Linked DNA regions of Mus musculus: all the other regions are linked to region 3. Evidence: chromatin contacts called from public Hi-C and promoter capture Hi-C data. All regions are on one chromosome and are shown on one strand. The core of a region is the stretch at or near the end of the contact, and the rest is flanking DNA. Distances in the headings are between cores, read along the strand shown. Region 1 holds the start of Zfp688 (zinc finger protein 688). Region 2 holds the start of Zfp771 (zinc finger protein 771). Region 3 holds the start of Zfp768 (zinc finger protein 768).

Region 1 (3,341 bases), core at 678-3,177, 77 kb before region 3:
CCAGGAGAAGCTGTGTGAAGTCACATAGAGAAGATATTGTAAGGAGACAGAAGAACCCATAAAGAACTCACACAAAGCAATGAATAAAGAGAACAAAGAAAAAACCCATCTATATCTATAGATAGATATAGATATGCTACATATATGCTAAAACTCAATTTATTTATTTTTTTCTAAAAAATGGGGTTAAATTAATATATTTTCTTTCTGACCCAGCCTCATTCTGTAACCCAGACTGGCCTACAACTCTTCCCACCTGGGTCTTCTGAGTGCTGGGCTTACACAAGCCCTCCACTGCTGGCTCCACCTACATATTAATAAACTTGGCAAAAAATTACAATGCAATTTAAAACTTTCTCTCATTCCAGTTCCAACCTCAAAATCCGTCAAAGCTGTGGCTGACCCCTCCTTCTCCCTCCACCCTACGGCTGCTGTAAAATGATCCGACAGGAGCTGTCAAAATGGTGGCTCATGTCAGAAAGGCCACACCTCTCTACCTTCTCAGCCTGCAGCCTTCATGGAAGCTGTCCACGGTGGCACATCTCTTTTCCCATCTCAGCAGGAGTTGTCCCACAGGAGCGGTGGGTGACACCTTTCCTGCCTCAGCCTACAGCCTTGGTGAATTGAACACCACTGCAGGAGCTGTCCACCCCCTCTCTAGCCTCCCCACACAGCTCCACAGAGATGCTACCTCAATCAAAGCCATCTGTAGCCATGGGCCCAATGCAGGAAAAGGGGGTGGTGGAAAAAAGCCACCAATCCCTGAGTAGGAAAAACAACAACAACAACAACAACAACAAAACCCCACTTCTCTCTGAGCATGAAAACCCACCAACACTTGAACAGGGAAAAACAAAACAAAACAAAACAAAACAAAAAAAAACACCAAGCCCTGAGCTCCCCAAGATCAGGATTTGAAATCCCACCAATCTTTACTCTCTGCCCTGAAAAGCTCTACCCCCTAAGAAGTCCTATATAAGGTCTGCCCTCTGTTCACTTCCCTATTGTCTGCTCCAAGGAGCAGAGGGCAGCTTTCTCTGGATTCATCCCTCCACACATTGGACCCTCCAGCTTGTGGTTCCTGAGCCCCCATGTCTCAGAATACCCTTCCCTTAGGAGACTGTCCCACCTCTGGGCTGTGTGGTTCCTGGGCTTCCACGTCCCAGAATATGCTTTCATCCGAGCAGAAACACACTAAGCACACCCCTTAGCCTGTAACTTAAATATACAGACTAAGCGAGCAGAACCACCGGTTCAAGTATTCTGTCAACTTCTCTGAAGACACGAACTGAGTTTCTGAAATGCAATACTCAGGCTTTGCCAGGTTCTAGAGGCTAACCATCAGATTCCAGTTACATCAGCAGGACGCACACTGGGAGACTGGGGAGACACTATCTCAGGCACCAGGGATGCCCAGGTCCTCAGAACAGTTTCAGATGTCCCGCCATTCCGAAGCCAATTGCAACACTGCTGCTCCTTGCCGTTACAGCCAATCATCAGCCGTTGTAATTGCGCACAGAGGTCCATGAGGCAGCAGGTAGCGGGTATTTTTTGAAGGTCTCTCTTTCCTACACATAGAAACGAACACCAACATTCCTGAAGCGGTCATTGTATTTAAGGGCAAATGGGGCGCCGCGGGCAGTGGAAGTCCGAAGTTTGTTAAGCTGCAGAAAGGGCACCTCAGTGCCGTCAATGACAACTGAAGCTAGGCGGTCTCCATGTTTTCTGAAGACATCTTTCGGTTCCCTTCACACCTTCGTGTCTTTGTGTGAGCAGCTGTGGAGTAAACACTATTGCTCTGCATTCCCTTGCGGCCAGTAAGGCTGCCGCGTTCGTTCCGCACGCGTTGCTAGCAACTGTGACCAAGGGGCGTGCCAAGGGCGTGGTTTCCCGCGGTTGCGGAGGCCGGAAGCGGAAGGCTAGGGCAGCCAAGCCGCTGCCTGGGCAGGATCCCCGATGGCGCCACCCCCGGCCTCACTGCTGGTTCCGATGCCTGGGGAGATCTGGCCCGGTTTCAGGAAGCCTGAGCTTGTGAGCTTCGCGGACGTGGCCGTGTACTTCTCCCCGCAGGAGTGGGGGTGTCTGCGGCCCGCGCAGAGAACCCTGTATCGGGAGGTGATGCGCGAGACCTACGGCCTCCTGGGCGCGCTCGGTGAGGCCCCGAGTCAGAGCCCCGCCCCCATCCTCCTGGGGGTTCACCGGGGAGTTGCAGTAGACCGATCAAGTGGATTATGAGCCCTCATCCCGCACTTTTCCACCAGCAGCATCAGTCACCTTCCATTCTCAGGGCTTCCTCGGGAGTCTCCATTCAGGCAAGAGCATCGCAAACCCTGTCCAGGTTAATGTGTGCATAAGTTCCGAGGAGGTGCCCTCACCCTAGTGGGATGCTATCTGCCCCGGCCAGCCTCTCAGGCCAGCACTGTGACCCCTGTTCTCTCTCAGGGTTCCCGGGCCCCAAACCAGCCCTCATCTCTTGGATGGAACAGGGGAGTGAGGCTTGGAGCCCCGCCGCCCAGGATCCTGAGGAGGGGGAAAGCCTGGGAGGAGCTCCGAGAGGTGAGGGATTGTCCCAAGTCCTCCTGAAACCTTGTTTGTCCGGGGGTTTCTTCTCTAGTAAACCTTTCTTTCAGATTCCCCATTCCAGCATCCCTACAGATTAGAGCCTACATGTTCAGATACTAAAGAAAAGAAAGCCTATCTACTCCAGAGTTTTGGAAATTCAGGAGAGCTGTCCTATTAAAAACAGTAGGGGGGCTGGAGAGATGGCCCATGAGTCAAGAGCACCTACTGTTCTTCCTAAGTACCAGCGTTCAATTCCCAGCACCCACACGGCAGCTTACAGCTGTCTGTAACTCCAGTTCCAGGGGACCTGACACCCTCACACAGAACCAAATGTAGGCAAAACACCAATGTATATAAAAACAAATAAATACATCTTAAAAAAAAAAACAGAGTAGGAGAATCTAGAACTCAAAGAATGTTTATGTTTCCAGATGTTTGTTAAAATAACACTCATTTCCCCTTTTTAAAACTAACTAAGGCTGGTCATTGTGGCACACACCTTTAATCTCAGTACCCCGGGGGGACAGAGGCAGGGGGATTTGAGGCCAATTGAGACAACATACTGTGAGACCTTGTCTCAGCTCACCACCCCTACCCTCCAAAAATCCCTAAAATGCCCCTAAAAATAGAACTTGTCTGCCTATCATAGTTCTTGAACAAGGCAAAGTGGTACACAAGAAAAGTGTCTGCCTGGATAATGACAGCTTGGCTCGTCTCCCATCTCTACCCTGAGTGGAAGAACCCTGAAGCAAATATGGTGCCTCATCTATCAAAGAACC
Region 2 (3,489 bases), core at 865-3,364, 100 kb after region 3:
GTAGGCCACCAGCCTAGTTCCAGATCCAGTGAGAGACCCCCGTCAAGGGAATCAGGTGGACAGTAATGGAGCAGGTACCTGCTGTACCTGCCCAGCTCCGGCACAAGCACAGGACACACATTCACATACACCGCTCACCTACACACACAGAGAAAAAAACGGAACTACTTACACACTGCTTATGTGCAAGACATAGCTCTAACTCACATATTCACTCAGTCCTTACATCTCCAGGAGGTAAGTGCTGCTATGCTCTCCCTGTACAAATGAGGAAACTGAGGCACAGAGAAGGTAGAAAGCCAAGTAGCTTTGCTCAGGCCTGAAATCCCACTCAATTAATAGGAATGCCAAGGTCAAAGGACTGCCTGCCTGGACTACAGAATAAATTCTAGGCCCACCTGGGCAACTTGGTTGAGACTCTACCTCAATAGAAAAGGGCTTGGCTACAGTACAGAGACGGGTAAAGCCTTGGCTCAATTCTTAGTACTGCAAGAAAAACTAACAAGGCCGAGAAACTTGTCAGCTGGTAGGGAGGTGATGAGAATGGAAGTCCATCTTAATCTCTGGAGCCTTAGGTCCTTAGTGTTCAAACCAAAGTGTATGCGAGGTCTCAAAGTCAGGCTGAGTGAAGATGATAGCCAAGAAGGCTGGAAAGAACCGGACTTCACAGTTAGCAGTGGAAGAGGCCTAGAGAGCAGGTGTCCTTTCCCAGCAACTCATCAGGTCCGCTAGGGGAACGAGCATTTATCCCCAAGGCAGCCAGAGCCCTCCAGCTGAACTCAAGTCTACTGAGAAAGGGACAGCCCAGGGTCCCTGGCAGCTCTGGGAAGTAAAATAATTGGTGAATAGTTAGGGTCTCAAATGGCAGACTCTAACTCATTCTGATGTCCTAAAAACCTCCAGGAGAAAACCCAGATCCCCAGCATGCTCTGCCAACCAACCTGCCTGGAGCTGTGCTGGAGTATGAGGGAACTACTGTCCCATAGCTCCCTACAGACAGAGCCACTCTTCCAGTCTGGGGTAGTCACTTAGGTCGGTTGCCAACTGTCTTAGACTCAGTTCCTCACCTAGAAAATGGAGTCAGTACTAGCAACAAACCAGACTGGAGGTGCTTAGAATAGCATCTGGCACACCATAAACTATGCGAGAGGTAGCTGTTGTTACTGCGGCCTGGCCTCATCTTCCCTCACCTCTGGCCTTTGCTAACTCCTATATCTGGACTCAGGATACAGGATTGTGAGTTTACAGACATCAGGCTGCGTGGAGACTGAAGCCACTCAGCACGGTGCCTCAAGCAGCACCCAGCATGGCATCTGGCTCTCACAGTGGGCCAAACGTCTATCCAATGGGGCGTGGGGGGCAGTGAGCACAAGGATGGGCCAATTCTGAGTTTCTAGATCTGAGATCCAGGAAAAGGCGGGGGCAGGATTTTTGACTTCTGTCTGAGGGACGTTGAACCTGGCACAGGTTCGAGGGTGGGGGTGGGATCGGGACGGAACACGTACCTCCTTGTTGTCCACAGGGATCTTGAGTTTCACCACCTCATACTTCTCCTCACCCTCCTCCTCCTCACCCTTCACCAGCAGCACCATCTCCTCCTGCATCTCTTCCTCCTCCTCCTCCTCTGCCTGCTGTTCGCCAGGCATCTTGGTGTCCTGAGGCGGGGCGCTGGATCAGAGGCTCAGGACCCGCCCCCCACCCCCACCCCCACCCCCACTGTGGCCCCGGCCCAGACAAGGCGGTGCAGCCGTGGCTTCCCCCGCCCTGCCCAGGCTCCGAGTCCAGTCCTTTCCCATCCACCCTAACCCAACCCCACGCTCCGACACTGCCCAGGGCCCAGCTCAGAAGACACCCGTTCACCCCACTCATCCCGACATTCAGGGCCCTGAACAGTTCGAATCTCCAGCTCCCGCGAGTTGCCACCCTCCTCGCGCTGAGTCACTCCCCAGAGCCTGGGTCGGCGACCTGAGCGCTAAGGGATGAGCCGGAGGCCCGCTGGAGCTGAGGCCCCGGGGTGGAGTGCGCACTCACCAGCCCGAGGTTCGGTGCTCGTGCGGCCCCGGGCCTGGGCGAGGGGCGGTTGGGTGCTCTGCGAAGGCCGCGGCTCCGGAGGCGGGGGCGGGGCGGGGCCCCAGGGGCGGACATTCATTGGTTCGCCCGTCTGGCCCCGCCCCTAGGGGAGAGGCTGGAGGCCTGAGCTTCTGTCCCTAACCGCCCCGGGAGGGGTAGCCGGGACTCAGAGGTGTCCGCGGCCCGGAAACTCCTAACCAACAGACCATGCCTAGCCCGGCCTTCAAGGCCCTGCAGCCGAGTTCCAACCACCCTCAGCCGGGCTCCGCCGCTGCTGGATCTTGACGCCCCACCGAGATTGCTGTGCCCGCGTAGGCCACGTGCGCTCCCGGGGGTCTGGGCCTCTCGCTGGCGCCCCGCCTGGAGAGCGGGCCCTGTTGCCTCCTCTCTTCTTTCCCCTCCTTTTTCCTTCTTCGTTCTTTCTCGCGTCGCCTTCCCATCCCCTGATCTGCCAGACAGCTTACTGTTTGCCCGCATGCGGCCCAGATCCACCACCGCCCAATCTGTCGCTTTCATCTACCGAGTGTTGTTTCTGACTTGTCAGAGGCTCACTATGTAAACCTGGTTAGTTTAGAACCAGTGGCAAGCCCCCGACCCTCACCCCGAATCTGGAGAGTATAAGGCAGGAGTTGTCGTGCCTGGCTTGGGTACCTGTTCTTGAAAGTTTGCTGTTTTACACACTGGGTCACATTTGCTCAGCACAGAGGATTGCGATCTCACTTTACACGTGCACTTAAAGATAGTTCAGAGAGGACTGATTTACCTAAATTATACAGTAAAGAAGCATTTCTCACTACTGGTAGTGTGGGAAGAAATAGCCCAAGGTCAAATCCACTCTACAATACTACATACAGTACCATCTTGCCTATCTCTCTAGATATTTTTAACTGGGCATGGTGCCACTTAGCCCTGGGGAGGCAGAAGCAGGTGGACTTCTGTAAGTTGAAGGCCAGGCAGACCTGCATAGTGAAACTTTTTTTTTCTAATAAAAATAATAAAGGAGCCAGAGAGATGACTCAATGGTTAAGAGCACTGACTGCTCTTCCACAGGTTCAATTCCCAGCAACCACATGGTGACTCACAACCATCTGTAATGGGATCAGATGCCCTCTTCTGGTGTGTCTGAGAGAGCTACAGAGTACTCATACACATAAAATAAATACAATCTTTGTGGTTGTTGTTTTGGTTTTTTGTTTTGGTTTTTTTTTTTTTGGGGGGGGGGTTCGAGACAGGGTTTCTCTGGATAGCCCTGGCTGTCCTGGATCTCACTCTGTAGTCCAGGCTGGCTTGAACTCAGAAATTCACTTGCCTCTGCCTCCCAAGTGCTGGGATTAAAGGTGTGCGCCACCATGCCCAGCAAATACAATCTTTATTTTTTTTTTTTTTTTTTTTTTTTTGGTTTTTCGAGACAGGGTTTCT
Region 3 (3,701 bases), core at 996-3,495:
ACTGTTCTCAACTTGGTTATGAAGAAAAGGAGAAACAGAAGAAGACAGAAAGATGAGGAAGAGGAGGGGGAGAGGGCGGGAGAGGGGGAGGGAAAAGGGAGGGGAGAGGAGGAAGAGGAGGAGGAGGAGAGAAAGAGGAGGAGGCAGCTAGGGGTGTAGCTCAGTTGATGGAGTCTTTGCCTCATACTCACAAGGCCGAGCATGGTGTCACATACATATAGTCCCAGTCCTCTGGAGACGGGGACAAGAGGATCCTCAGTTCATAGAGAAGTCAAGGCCAGTCTGAGGTAAAGAGAGACCATTCCTGGACAGACACATCACTACTAGATCTGGACATCTGACACCCAAAAGGCTTAGCAGAGTCTTCAGAATCTTCAAACTTGCTGGCTGTGAAAACCCTTGATTATAGTATGCAGGAAGCTGAGCGCAGCGAATTGGCTCGTTAGCTGTCAAGACTACCAAACTTGCTTCAGTAGAAGAGTAGAAAATGATTAGATTAGATTAGATTAGATTAGATGATACTGACGACACGACTGTTCCATGCGAGAGTTAGGGGAAAGTCTTTATCTTATTTCTAATTGTCGATAGGAGAGAGAGAACAGCCAAAGCCATCTGGAAGAGTGCAGAGCACAGGGAGACAGGGAGAAAGGCTGAACAGGGCCCGCAGACTGGGCGGGGCCAGGGCTATCTGCAGGTATTCCTTCTACGCTCCGCCCAACAGTTACCTAGCAACAGCCAGGTAGGTCTGGCTTGCTATAAAAGGGCCTGTTTGGCCCACCTTCCTTCTTTCTCTTCTCTTCTTTCTCTTCTCTTCTCTTCTCTTCTCTTCTCTTCTCTTCTCTTCTCTTCTCTTCTCTTCTCTTCTTCTCTTCTCTCTTTTCTCCTCTCTTTTCTTCTCTTCTCTTCTCTTCTCTTCTCTCCCCTTCCCCCTCCCCCTTCCCTTCTGGAACTCTTCAGTGTCACTCTCCGAACTGTCCCGCACGCTTGTGAGAAAATCAAGAAACGAGGAATCAAACACAAGATTTGGAAAGGGAAGAAATTAAAGGTCGTCCTATGTTAGTATCTCTGGAGTGGCCCCTCAGCACCTGTAAAACCTGAGAGCAGAAGAAACGAGAAGGGAGAAAAGCAGAGGAGGAAGGGTGTCTACCCTAAGAGCCCTAGGCTTCCATTCTTCCTAATACAGGACAAACGGCTCAGGGGAAAGTTTACAAAGCGCAGGCCGAGCTCGCGAGGAGACGCCCGGCGCCTCCCTCTCTCACTCCCGCAGGCATTCCGGGCATCCTGTTAGAATGGCCTGAACGCCCTCTGCTCTACACGGCCCGGACCCACGGTGACCCCGGGACCACGGTGAAGCAGAGACAGCCGGCCCCAACAACCAATCCTGGGAGGAGTGGGCGGTGCCTCGCGGCGCGGAGGCGGAGCTGTTTCTCTGGCAACGAGCCCGCATCGCGGAGGGGGAGGGGAGGGCGAGGGAGGGGGGAGTGGGCGCGGGTGTCACTGTCGTAGCTCGGCGGGCTAGCAGGCTCTGGGCTCCAGAGCCTGGTTGTGCGGTCAAACGGGCGTCCGTCCGCGTTCCCGGTGCCAGTCCGAGTGCCCCGAGGCTGAGGCGAGGAGCTAGCCGCCTCCCCCGCTGGCGCCGGGAAGCGTCGCTCCTTCTCGCTGACCTTGGTCTCACTTGCCGCTTCGCCCTTGGCCACACTCAGTAGCCAGCACATGGTCGGAGAAACCTGCAGACAGGTCCCCGGTTAGGCCGAGACCCGCGATACAGACACACAAACTGCTGTTGCCCTTCCCGCCGGCTCCGGGGCGTCGGGTCGCCCCCACCCCCCGAGGCCCGGGAGATCCAGTCCAGGGTTAATGCCAACGAGTTTCCACCTCCAGCCGCTCCTAGAGAGGCCGCGGCGCGAGCCAGCGGGGGGAACTGGCCAGGGACGGACACTTCCTGTGCGGGGGGAGGGGGCAGGGGCGCAGTAGCCCGGCCGGGGCTAGGGGCCGAGACTAGAGGGTCTCGGGCTGGGAGTTGTGGCTGGGGGACGGCCGGAGGAGTCGCCTCGCCCCTCACCTCCGAGGCCACGACGCGCGGGGGCCGGTGAGGGCCACGAGACAATCGGGGACCTTGGGAGGGGGGCGGGGCAGCGGACAGGGGCGGGGCCGGAGAGGCCCAGGGTCAAGACGTCCGGCCTTCGCGGCCGAAGCCAGGCCGCCCGGTCTCCTCGGAGGCTCTGAACGCGCGGGTGGCGAGGGCTCGGGGCTCCAGGCACTCGAACTGGGTCGTAGGATCGTCCGCCATCGCCACCGCCGCCGCACTGGGAACTGGCAGGGATGGAGCGGGAGGCGTCGTCGTGGGGCCTGGAGTCCCGGGATGTGCACAGTCCCAACGCAGTGGGCAGCCCCGAAGGGTCTCTCAAAGGTGAGGGAAGGACCGCGCCTCTTAGGAGTGTGCCAGAAAACTGGGCTGTGGCCTGCGGGAGGGAAATAAGGCCGGAATCTTAAACACTTGGAAGTGGGGTGGAGGGTGGAGACTGAGTGCCCCGGGTCTTTAGAGGGGAGGTGGTACATTTTGTCACCTCACTTGTAGGGGCCAATGACCCTGCTTGGGGAGTGGGAAGAGAATTTTGGGACAATTAATGGACCCAATGACCTTCCAGACCCCCATTCAATCTGGATTTTCTGTAATTCTCAGATCCTGCAGGCAACACAAGTGAGAATGAAGAAGGGGAAATTTCTCAGCGAGAAGGCAATGGGGACTATGAAGTTGAAGAAATACCTTTTGGGCTTGAACCCCAAAGCCCAGAGTTTGAGCCACAAAGCCCAGAATTTGAATCCCAGAGCCCCAGGTTTGAGCCTGAAAGCCCAGGGTTTGAATCCCGAAGCCCTGGGTTTGTGCCCCCAAGCCCTGAGTTTGCACCCAGAAGTCCTGAATCAGATCCTCAGAGCCCGGAGTTTGAATCCCAGAGTCCTAAGTATGAGCCCCGAAGCCCTGGCTGCCATCCCAGGAGCCCTGGCTGTGAACCTGGGAGTCCTAGGTATGAACCCAAAAGCCCTGGGTACGGTTCAAAGAGCCCCGAATTTGAATCTCAAAGTCCAGGGTATGAATCTCAGAGCCCCGGGTATGAACCGCAGAACTCTGGAGATGGCGTTCAGAATTCTGAGTTCAAAACCCATAGCCCTGAGTTTGAAACTCAAAGTTCCAAATTCCAGGAAGGTGCAGAGATGCCTCTGAGCCCCGAGGAAAAGAATCCCTTGAGCATCTCCCTAGGAGTCCACCCCCTGGATTCCTTTACTCAAGGGTTTGGGGAGCAGCCCACAGGAGCGCTGCCTCCATTTGACATGCCTTCGGGGGCTCTGCTGGCTGCACCCCAGTTTGAGATGCTCCAGAATCCACTGAATCTGACAGGAACCCTGCGTGGGCCAGGCCGTAGGGGTGGCCGGGCCAGGGGTGGGCAAGGCCCTCGACCTAACATCTGTGGCATCTGCGGGAAGAGCTTTGGACGAGGCTCGACCCTGATCCAGCACCAGCGCATCCATACCGGCGAGAAGCCTTACAAATGTGAGGTTTGCAGCAAGGCCTTTTCCCAGAGCTCTGACCTCATCAAACACCAGCGCACGCATACAGGCGAGCGGCCCTACAAGTGTCCCAGGTGCGGCAAGGCCTTCGCTGATAGCTCTTACCTACTCCGCCACCAGCGTACCCACTCTGG

What was found. Hi-C and Micro-C count contacts between places; a contact is called where the count stands out from the background. Capture Hi-C pulls out chosen DNA fragments and counts their contacts.
Region 1: a promoter capture Hi-C map of adipose tissue shows a contact between it and region 3. The contact joins the promoter of Zfp688 here to the promoter of Zfp768 in region 3. A contact is called at or near these places in 22 of 39 promoter capture datasets (the 3T3-L1 cell line, 3T3-L1-derived adipocytes, the HPC-7 cell line and 15 more), 1 of 15 datasets of contacts at CTCF or cohesin (the NIH/3T3 cell line), 26 of 484 Hi-C or Micro-C datasets (B cells, the G1E-ER4 cell line, Th1 cells and 16 more), 9 of 115 datasets of contacts at active chromatin or transcription factors (the SCID.adh cell line, cardiomyocytes, embryonic forebrain and 4 more) and 4 of 9 other capture datasets (adipose tissue, embryonic tail, liver and 1 more).
Region 2: a contact with region 3 is called in a Hi-C map of the CH12 cell line. The contact joins the promoter of Zfp771 here to the promoter of Zfp768 in region 3. A contact is called at or near these places in 3 of 39 promoter capture datasets (the C10 cell line, the HPC-7 cell line and macrophages), 3 of 15 datasets of contacts at CTCF or cohesin (CD8 T cells, the NIH/3T3 cell line and large pre-B cells), 32 of 484 Hi-C or Micro-C datasets (the 63-12 cell line, the AML12 cell line, B cells and 22 more), 14 of 115 datasets of contacts at active chromatin or transcription factors (the HPC-7 cell line, the SCID.adh cell line, Th17 cells and 7 more) and 3 of 9 other capture datasets (adipose tissue, liver and pancreatic islet).

Annotation. Positions count from the first base shown.
Region 1 is chr7:127,420,620-127,423,960 of GRCm38.p6, reverse strand. It overlaps Zfp688 (zinc finger protein 688), which reads left to right and starts at 1,927. Exons shown (of 3, transcript NM_026999.4): 1 at 1,927-2,152; 2 at 2,443-2,556. The coding sequence starts at 1,957.
Region 2 is chr7:127,243,151-127,246,639 of GRCm38.p6, reverse strand. Zfp771 (zinc finger protein 771) reads right to left here and starts at 2,114. Exons shown (of 3, transcript NM_177362.4): 1 at 2,032-2,114; 2 at 1,506-1,655. The coding sequence starts at 1,646.
Region 3 is chr7:127,343,858-127,347,558 of GRCm38.p6, reverse strand. Zfp768 (zinc finger protein 768) reads left to right here and starts at 2,245. Exons shown (of 2, transcript NM_146202.1): 1 at 2,245-2,410; 2 at 2,684-3,701. The coding sequence starts at 2,323.